Regions from separate parts of the Rattus norvegicus genome. Here region 1 is linked to region 2. The links are chromatin contacts, called in public Hi-C maps. All regions are on one chromosome and are shown on one strand. Each heading gives the region's core, a stretch centred on a gene start, on an enhancer-like site or on the middle of the called end of the contact. The rest is flanking DNA. Distances are from core to core; before and after follow the strand shown.

Region 1 (3,849 bases), core at 397-2,896, 39 kb after region 2:
GGCCCCATGAACTTACACAGTGACTACCAGTCACATAATTGTAAGCATCAGCGACTAGGTCCTCAGTAGTACACATAAACATAGTAGGTGGTCACTGTGTTATCCCAGACTCCCCTCCCGTCCCTTCTTGGTTACTAGCTCCCAGTCCCCTGCCTTAGCTGTTTCTGGTGACCTTGTTTCTCCATGGACCAGGGCTCTTCTACTGCAAACACAACGCTTGGGTCAGAGCTCATCCCTGACCAAGAAGCTCTGTGATGAGAAAATCATGTCCCTTGCAGCCTCTGGAAGGCTGAGGCTGCAGGTTTTACACGTTCGAGCTGACCAGGCTCAAGGAGGTAGAATATCACAGGTCCCACCCCTTCATCTGTACACATAACATCTACATCTGCATGCAAGGACTCACAGAGAGCAGGAAGTAGGGGCATACTCTATCCTGTATAGAGAGGAGAGGTGGTCTTAGCCCAGAGGGGGATGTCCTGTGATGGGGGATGCATCTCATTGGGGTTCATAGGAGCCTAGAGGGCAGGCTGAATGTGCAGACGACCTGGGAGAGGGGTATTGAGAACTTTGTTGGGAACAGAAGGCTATTTATGTAGGTCATAGTGAAAAACCTGTGTAACCATGGTGAGGTACCAACCAGTGCTACAGGCTGAACCAACCCAGGGGACATGCCAGAGGAAGGAGGTATCATCCAGTGGAGGGCAGCAAGTGGCCTTGAAGTACAGGAAGCCTGGAGGTCTTGGCTCTGCTACCCTGTAACCCCAGCTCCAACAGCCTCTCTCTTGCATAGGTGACACCATGGTGTTTTCTAGGCTAAGGCCTGTGTATGTAGGCAGAAGGTAACATTGGTACACAGTCCCAGAGGACTCCTCGACCTGTCCTTGTCTCCTAGATCCTGAAGTCTCCTTCCAAGACCTCAGCTCACGGGTTCAGATGTGGGTCTGACTATGTGAGGTGCCTGCATGACAGGGACACGGGTGGCATCCCTGTCTAGCTATCAGTGTGCATCTGATGGTATAACAGGTGGTGTCAGTTCCGGTGTTCATGGCACTGGTACCTAGGCCTGGGCAACCTGTTTTTTCCACCTGTCCTGCCTGTGAGGGCTGCTCCCATGGTCAAAAACAGTGACTGAATAGGGTCATAGGACTAAATGAAGATGCTGGCCTAGCTGAACAGTGTCATGGGGGACTTGAACCTGGGTCACTGACAGCAGATGCCACATTGTTTTGGGATAGGTGCTAAAGTCCTCATGTTGGGGTACTGTAGACTCTTACATGGGATCTTGAACTCCACAGACCCTGGCCTACGCTTTCCTATTTTAATCGACCGGCCAGTCAACGGAAACAGCTCAAGGCCCCTCGGTTAAGTTCCGTGTGGCCTACACCGAGCAGCACAAGTCTGATTTTCCAGCCACAGGCAGCTGTGCCCCTTGGGCTTCATCTCTGCTCCTGCCAGTGTTGACCCCGAGCGCCTGCAGGAGCTGCCCTCCCCTTGGAGGAGAGCAGTGGTTCTGGGCTCCCTCCAGGAGGCAGCCCCTTGAGAGGAGACTGGCTCCTGCTGGCTTCCAAACCCGACACACTTGCCCGGAGTTGTGGGAGGCAGAGGGAAGTTGACAAGCTGAATAAATTAGGGTGCGATTACTTTTTAGCAGACGTCATCTGAAACAGCTTGAGGCCCGTTAGTTAAGCACGCCAGGCTGCATGTGCAGAGGGGAGGGTAGCCAGTTCTCTTCGTCTGCAGAAGGTTCTGGATGGTGCTGCAGGGTTCAGCCTGCAGGCCTAGGCCCTCCCATTTCTGGGGACCATGGTTAGGAGGAGCCTGAAGCTTACTGTCCACATTCCATTTTCTGTGGGAGCCCTGGGCAGGGAGTGTCCCTTGTTCGCAGCAGTTGTCTGGTAGGCTCAGCCTGCTGTGATGATGGTTTGGAGACTCCAGAATTCTGAGAGCCAGAGCTTGTCTGTTCATTCAGGAGTTATTTATGAGAGCTTAGTGGGCCAGAGGCAATGGCGCCTGGATTTAGCAGTGCACTAGAGCCAGAAATCTGCCACTTCTACCACATCTAAGCTAAGGGTGATTCATACCCCAGGTGATAGGGTTCAGTCGCGTGCTTCCCGGGTGCCCTCCAGAAGAAGACACTGCAAACGTGATCGTGCTGGTGACCTCTCTCTGGCTGAGTGTGAGGGCACTGGTTTACAGACACAGAAGCTGGACATGGAGAGGGCACGTGGCTCACCCAGGACCACTCAGGGTAGGCATTTGCATAGTGGTGGTTCGACTCCATCTCCCCGATCCCCAGCCTAGGGATGGGAAGCTGGTAAGACACACAAGGCTTTGGCCCCTGGAGTAATGAACACCAGATAGGCAGAGCCCTGGGACAGGCTTCGGCTGGCCTGGTTTGCACTGGCTTGTGGCTGCCAGGGTGGTCATTTTGGAGGTGGTGGCCTCTGAGTTGAGACCACACAAGGAGGAAGTATGAAGTTAGCTGCAGTAAGGGGGAGTATAGGGAAGAGGTGTGGAGAATCAAGGACCTGTTCAACGAGAGGAAGGGTTACCCCTAAACCCCAATCACCCATGGCAACATTGTCTGGATTCTTGGTGGACTTATACTAGTCAGCTTCAGAACTTCCAAATATCTCAGCACTCTGACCTCCACCAGGTCTCACTGCCTCTACCCCACAACCTCCCTGTGCCTCTGTGGAAATTACATCTCTTCCTGTCCTGGCTCCCTGCCCACCCAGCCCGTAGTCACCTCCTCCAGGAGCTTGAGGGATAGTTCAAGGCATGGTTGGTGTGCCTTTCCTCCAACACCTCTCCTGGAAAGCCCTCTTTCACTTGAAGAGTCCTTTCAAAACTACACTGGTGGGGGCTGGAGAGATGGCTCAGTGGTTAAGAGCACTGGCTGTTCTTCCAGAGGTCCTGAGTTCAATTCCTAGCAACCACATGGTGGCTCAAAGCCATCTGTAATGGGATCTGATGCCATCTTCTGGTGTTTTGGAAGACAGCTACAGAGTACTCATGTACATAAAAACAAAACGAAAACAAACAAAAAACCAACTATACTGTCACTGAGGCTGTGGGAGTGGGGATTGACCCCTTTGAAGCTCCAAGGGACAAAATACCCTTAAGTAGGCTGTGTGGCCTAATACAGGATCCAGCGTGACCATTGGACAACGAGCCACAATTTTTAAGAGCTCACTGTGCACCCAGTGCCTCTCTGGATGTTTCTTACAGCAGCACCCGTTGTCCTCCTCTGTCTCCAAGGAAGTGAGCCCAGAGAGTCTATGAGGCTCTCTGAGGTCATGCAGTGAGAAAGTAGAGAAAAAGCAGGTTTGAACCCAGGTACCTGCTGGGCCCACACCTCTCCTCTCCTCATCTCTTGTGACTGAGTCTGTCAGTGAGTTGGGCTAAGTTAGGTAGGTGGGTTTCAGTGTCTGGACCCTGGGAGAAAGGTCTGGGCTGAAGTTGAGAATTCCATAGGTAGAGTCAACAGAACAGCCCCTAAGTCCTCAAAGACAGGAGGAGGGGGAGCACATGCCCCATCCCTGGGTAATCTGCAGAACCCTAGATTGTCTCAAGAACAAGGACCAGAGAGCAAGTAGCCTTCTGGGATCCAGTTGGGTCCTCAGGCCAGGACTCAGCATGCCACCTCTATGTTGTGACCACATGGTTTGCTTCTCCTCCCTTGGTGGGGCAGTGTGCACTGGCAAAGGGTTGTGGGAGCCATAGTGGGTTTCTAGAGAGTCACAATTATTTGAACTAATCAGGAAGGGAAGAAATGGGTCAGTGTTGGGAGTACCTTCTCCTTCTCAGGGACCCCATGGGTCCACTGTCGGTCGAGTGTGAAGGTAG
Region 2 (4,328 bases), core at 607-3,106:
TCTCCATGGGCCCATCTGAAGGCTACAACCCAACCCGTTCCAAATCAAACTCTCCATTCTCAGGCCTTGGTTGCTTCTCTTTTAGCTTTGCCTTTCTCTAGCAAGTGGTAGCCCGCATTTCCCCTCCTCCACAGAGCTCCACTCCACGTCTCCACACTAACTTTAAGATATCTTCAGAAGCAGGGCTCTTCTCCCTGCTGTCCTGGCCCCAGCGGCTTCACCCGGACCAGAGGCAGCTGCTATGTTACTAGTCTCCCTGCTGCTCTCCCTACTGTACCTCTATAAGTATACTCACCTGGTACAACGGTGGCCTGATAAAACCACCCTGTCCATGCCCAGGGCTGTGATGGAGTCACTGTCTCCTCTCCCAGGACCTACTGCAGTCCTCACTTCTCCAAAACTTGTCTCTACCAGCCCCTCAGAGAACTTCCTGTGCTCCCTTCTGTGGCTGCACCCCGCCCTGGTACTGAGCAGTATGACAGGACTTCCAAGGCAGCCAGGGAGGCAGGATAGGCTGCGGGGATAGGGGCAGGGATGTCATTGGCCCTCTGAGCTGTAGACTGAGGGTGTGGCCCTGCAGGTCCTGCCTGTGCATCTCAAACCATCTGCAGACCTGTCTCTCCCCACTGGGCTAGGTGGGTCACCTCCAGTTCATCTCTCCTCCTGGCATAACACCCCGCATCCTGCCCAAGGTTCTGACTCAAGAAGGCATTTGTTTATCTACGAAGGTGGAAGAACGGGCTTTGCTGTCTGGCCCATGGCTACAAACAGTACCTAGCCCAGAGCCGACTGCGCACAGCAGGAGCTCAGTAAGTGCACTATGTGAGAAAGATAACAGAGGCTCCTGGGCATCCGTGTGGCACTCTGTGGGTTTACTGAGCCCTCCCGCATGACTTTCCTCTCCTTAGGCCTTTGCCTGTAGCAAAAATGGATGTTGACCCCCATTGCATTGTGGGAACCCACATATTTTCCAGTCTGAGACTGAGACTGGCCTCCGTCCTGTCCTGGGGACCAGCATCTGGGGACCAGCATCTGCGGTCCTGCCAGGTTCCTGTAACCCCATATCTCCACCTGAGAGCTCCACTCTCCTTACCCTTACTTCCTCCTCACGGTAACCGAGCTGAAGACCCACACCACCAGGCACACAGTCTGATGTATTCACAGTAGTTAGCGTGGCTTTTGTTCAGTGACTCAGACATGTCCTGCCCCAACTGCTGCTTGCCGCCACCTGCTGGGTGAATCCTACTATCCTGGGCTTCCTGGCTAACTAGCCTCCTCCCCATCTTGAACTTTCCGCCCAGCGGTCTGACTTTTCCATACTTTTAGGACCTTGCAGGCCTCCACAGTCTGCTCTCAGGAAAGTGGATAGCTTTCCCTTTGGAGGGAGAGGTGACAAGGAGGCAGGAGAGGGGTCAGGGATGGAGGCAGGCCCCCTTTCGGTGTTGAGATAGAGCCCAGTTCTCACTCCCCAGTGGCCCTCACCTGGTTCTTTTGGCCGAGTGGCCTCTCCTTCCATGTCCCCCAGCCTCCTCACTCCGGGGACAAGCGTGGGACACCCCCTGCTGACTGTCGCGCCCGCCGCAGGTCCGGCTGCGCCCCCTGCGCCGCGCTTCCCTGACATTTACGGCGGCGACGCGCAGCTCTGGGAGGCGCATTTCCGTGGCATCGGGCGCGCCTACCGCGCTTTGGGCAAAGAGGACGACTTCGCTATCCGCGTGCTCACCGAGGACTTCACGCTGCCTTTCCCGTTCTCCTGGCCGCCAGGCCCGGACCCAGCCACTGGGCCGCTCTTCTACGACCCGCGGGACCGCGCGGGCTTCGACTTCCTGCTGCGCGGCCCCGGCGCACCGCCCCCCGCGCTACTGCGACCCCTGCACGCCACGGCGCAGGCAGCCGAGCGCAAGCGGCGCCTGGAGCGCCTGGCGCTGAGCTATGCGGGCGCTGGTCGGCCACCGGGCTTGGTGCTGCTGGCGCCCGCCGCCGCCTTCCCTTCTGAAGCTGGCCGTCCTGCTTGGCGCACCCTCGCCCGCGACAGCGAATAAAGCCTCTGCCTCTCTGGTCCCCGCATCGGGCCTCTTCCTGCACCGTGCGCCAGGGAAGCCGGGGAGGGGGCACGGGACACCATGCCTGCACGATCTCAACTGCCTAGTGAGTCTGAGAGTCACGTAGAAAAGGTGACCCTTGTCAGGCTGTTAGAATGAGATGATCCCGGGGAAAGGTGGGAGGTCAGGTCTCCACCTCCCAGCTGTCTTTCTTGCTCAGCACCAGGATGGGAAGTTACTGGACCTCACTTGGTGTGGACTGTCTGGCCTCCAAGGAGTAGCTGGATGCTGACCATCCTTGTGCCTCAGCGTCTCTGTTTTCTATGGCAGCCGCTAAGGATGCACAGGGGTAGAGTGTAAGCAGCGGGGAACGCATGTGAGAGGCAGTGTCAGGAAGGAGTTCTGACAGTCTCCAGCCTGCCTTCCTCTCTGTCCCCTCCCAGAAGAATGGTGTCTACTACTCCCTTGAAAATCTGAGAAAATTTCATTTGAGGCAGAAGTCTGTGTCGACAGTAGGTGGGCAGCAAGGAGGGACTGCCTGGCTCTGGTGACTTCTCTACATCGTGTGATATCAAGCAGTAAGGCCAACTGGCCTTTAGTGAAAGGACGGGGCTCCATCCTGCTTGGGGGCTTTGGGCTCCTGGCGTAGAGAGGCTGGTGCGCTGGAGGCCCGTTCCCACACAAGAGCATCTGGACTCAGAGATGTTGCTTCTGTTTTTGTTTGTTTCTTCTAATACAGGAGTTATTTATAATTTCCTAGTGCTGGGAGAAAAAAAAATCCAATTCTTGGCAGAACAACTTAGATGGAATGTTCACTTTAGGGGATGTGTTGGAGAAGCAGGGACAGGAGGAGGAAGAAAAAGAGGGAGGAGGAGGAGGAGGAAGAAGAAGAGGAGGGAGAAGAGAAGAAGAGTATGAGGTGGGCACAGCACAGCACCAAAGACAGCTTAGTGCTACAGAAGAGGGGATCTCTTCCTCCTCCTCCCCCCCTGCACTGGCCGGGAACTCTGACTTCTGCTTAGGGCTCCTTCCCACCTTGAGGATCTTCTCTTCAACTGTACAGAGATGCCCAACAGCATCTTCATGACGATGTTTGATTCCTAATGAGACAGCATCCATCTTGACTGTGTGCTAGCGTTTGTCTGTCCGTACGGTCTATTAGCTGTTTAGGCTCCTTAAAAAGCAGCCCTTAGATATTTAGTTATCCCCCAAACACAGGCAGGGTGTCAAGGAAGCCAGCTGAGCCAAGAAGGGATATGGAGGTGAGGCAGAGCACTCTGGGGGCAACTGGAGGCCAGCCTCCTCAGGTTCTGCAAAACCCAAAACAAACAACCCCTCTCCCAGCCATTTTGGGGCATTCCTCAAAGCCACTCTCCCAGGGACAGGAAGCTCCCTGCCTCTTCATTGGGAGAAGTCCTCCAGGACACTAAGTCCCCTAGGTCAGCTTGCCCTGCGGGGATGGACCATGAGCCTCCTCTTTCTCAGCAGTGATAGGCTCACTTTATGATTACAGTATAATAATGAAAAATTGGGGGGGGCAGTTTGGGCCTTTTGTGTTTTTAACCTCACCTTTCTAGAAATTTCTTTTCCAAGTAGTTTTCAAAGGCATGTGGTTGGTTGAGAGCTCAGAGGCAGACCTCCATAGTCCAATGTGGGACTATAGAGCACCAAGACTCCCGAATGAGTTATCAAATAGGAAGTTAAACATCGCAAGGAGATGGCATGAGAAATAGCATAGCGGTACAAACTCTATTTCAAGCAGTGTGTGAAAGCCTCTTGGAGGGGGTGGCACTTGAGCTAAGAAAGGGAAAGGAAGAGCCTGCCTTGTAGGTAGGGAAGGAAGCTGAAGGCAGAGATCTTGTAGGCAAAGGCTAGGCAATTCCAGGGAGAGGCAGCAAGGGTCAAAGGTTGCAACAGGAGTTCTGCCAGGCTAAGGAGACCAAGCTCAAGTGAGCTTGAACCACAGGAGGGGTTGAGTGATCAGGTAATTGTAATGACCGGTAACACAAGCTTCAGGGAATGTTTGCTTCCTGGGCTCAGGGTTGTCAGGGAAGCCCTGCTCCCCCAGCTTGCTGGTTGTGCCCTCAAATTGGCCTTCCCACCACATTAGCTAGCTCAACTGACACACTGTCTACTCTCACCATCTCCCTGGCCACAGGACACTGGCTTCTGAGAGATGTTTAGAAGCTGCAGGAACTCAAATGTGGCCCCAGGGTGAATGCGTTCCCATGTTCCAGGCAGTGTCCCACACCAGTTGACATTAGTCTGTGCCAACCAAGTGAGTTC

The links. A called contact is a pair of places that touch in the nucleus more often than the background predicts.
Region 1: a Hi-C map of frontal cortex shows a contact between it and region 2, with 2.5 times the contacts expected there. The contact joins the enhancer-like site here to the promoter of Mroh5 in region 2. A contact is called at or near these places in 4 of 12 Hi-C or Micro-C datasets (frontal cortex, kidney and liver).

What each region holds. Positions count from the first base shown.
Region 1 is chr7:107,664,060-107,667,908 of GRCr8, forward strand. No RefSeq gene overlaps it. Among named protein-coding and RNA genes, the nearest start is that of Rpl29l5, 29 kb to the right of the region's middle. Within about 2 kb of position 1,647, at least 8 of the 93 cell types and tissues checked have an H3K27ac peak or open chromatin away from gene starts, as enhancers often do.
Region 2 is chr7:107,625,043-107,629,370 of GRCr8, forward strand. It overlaps Mroh5 (maestro heat-like repeat family member 5), which reads right to left and starts at 1,857. Exons shown (of 30, transcript XM_039080228.2): 1 at 1,483-1,857. The coding sequence starts at 1,655.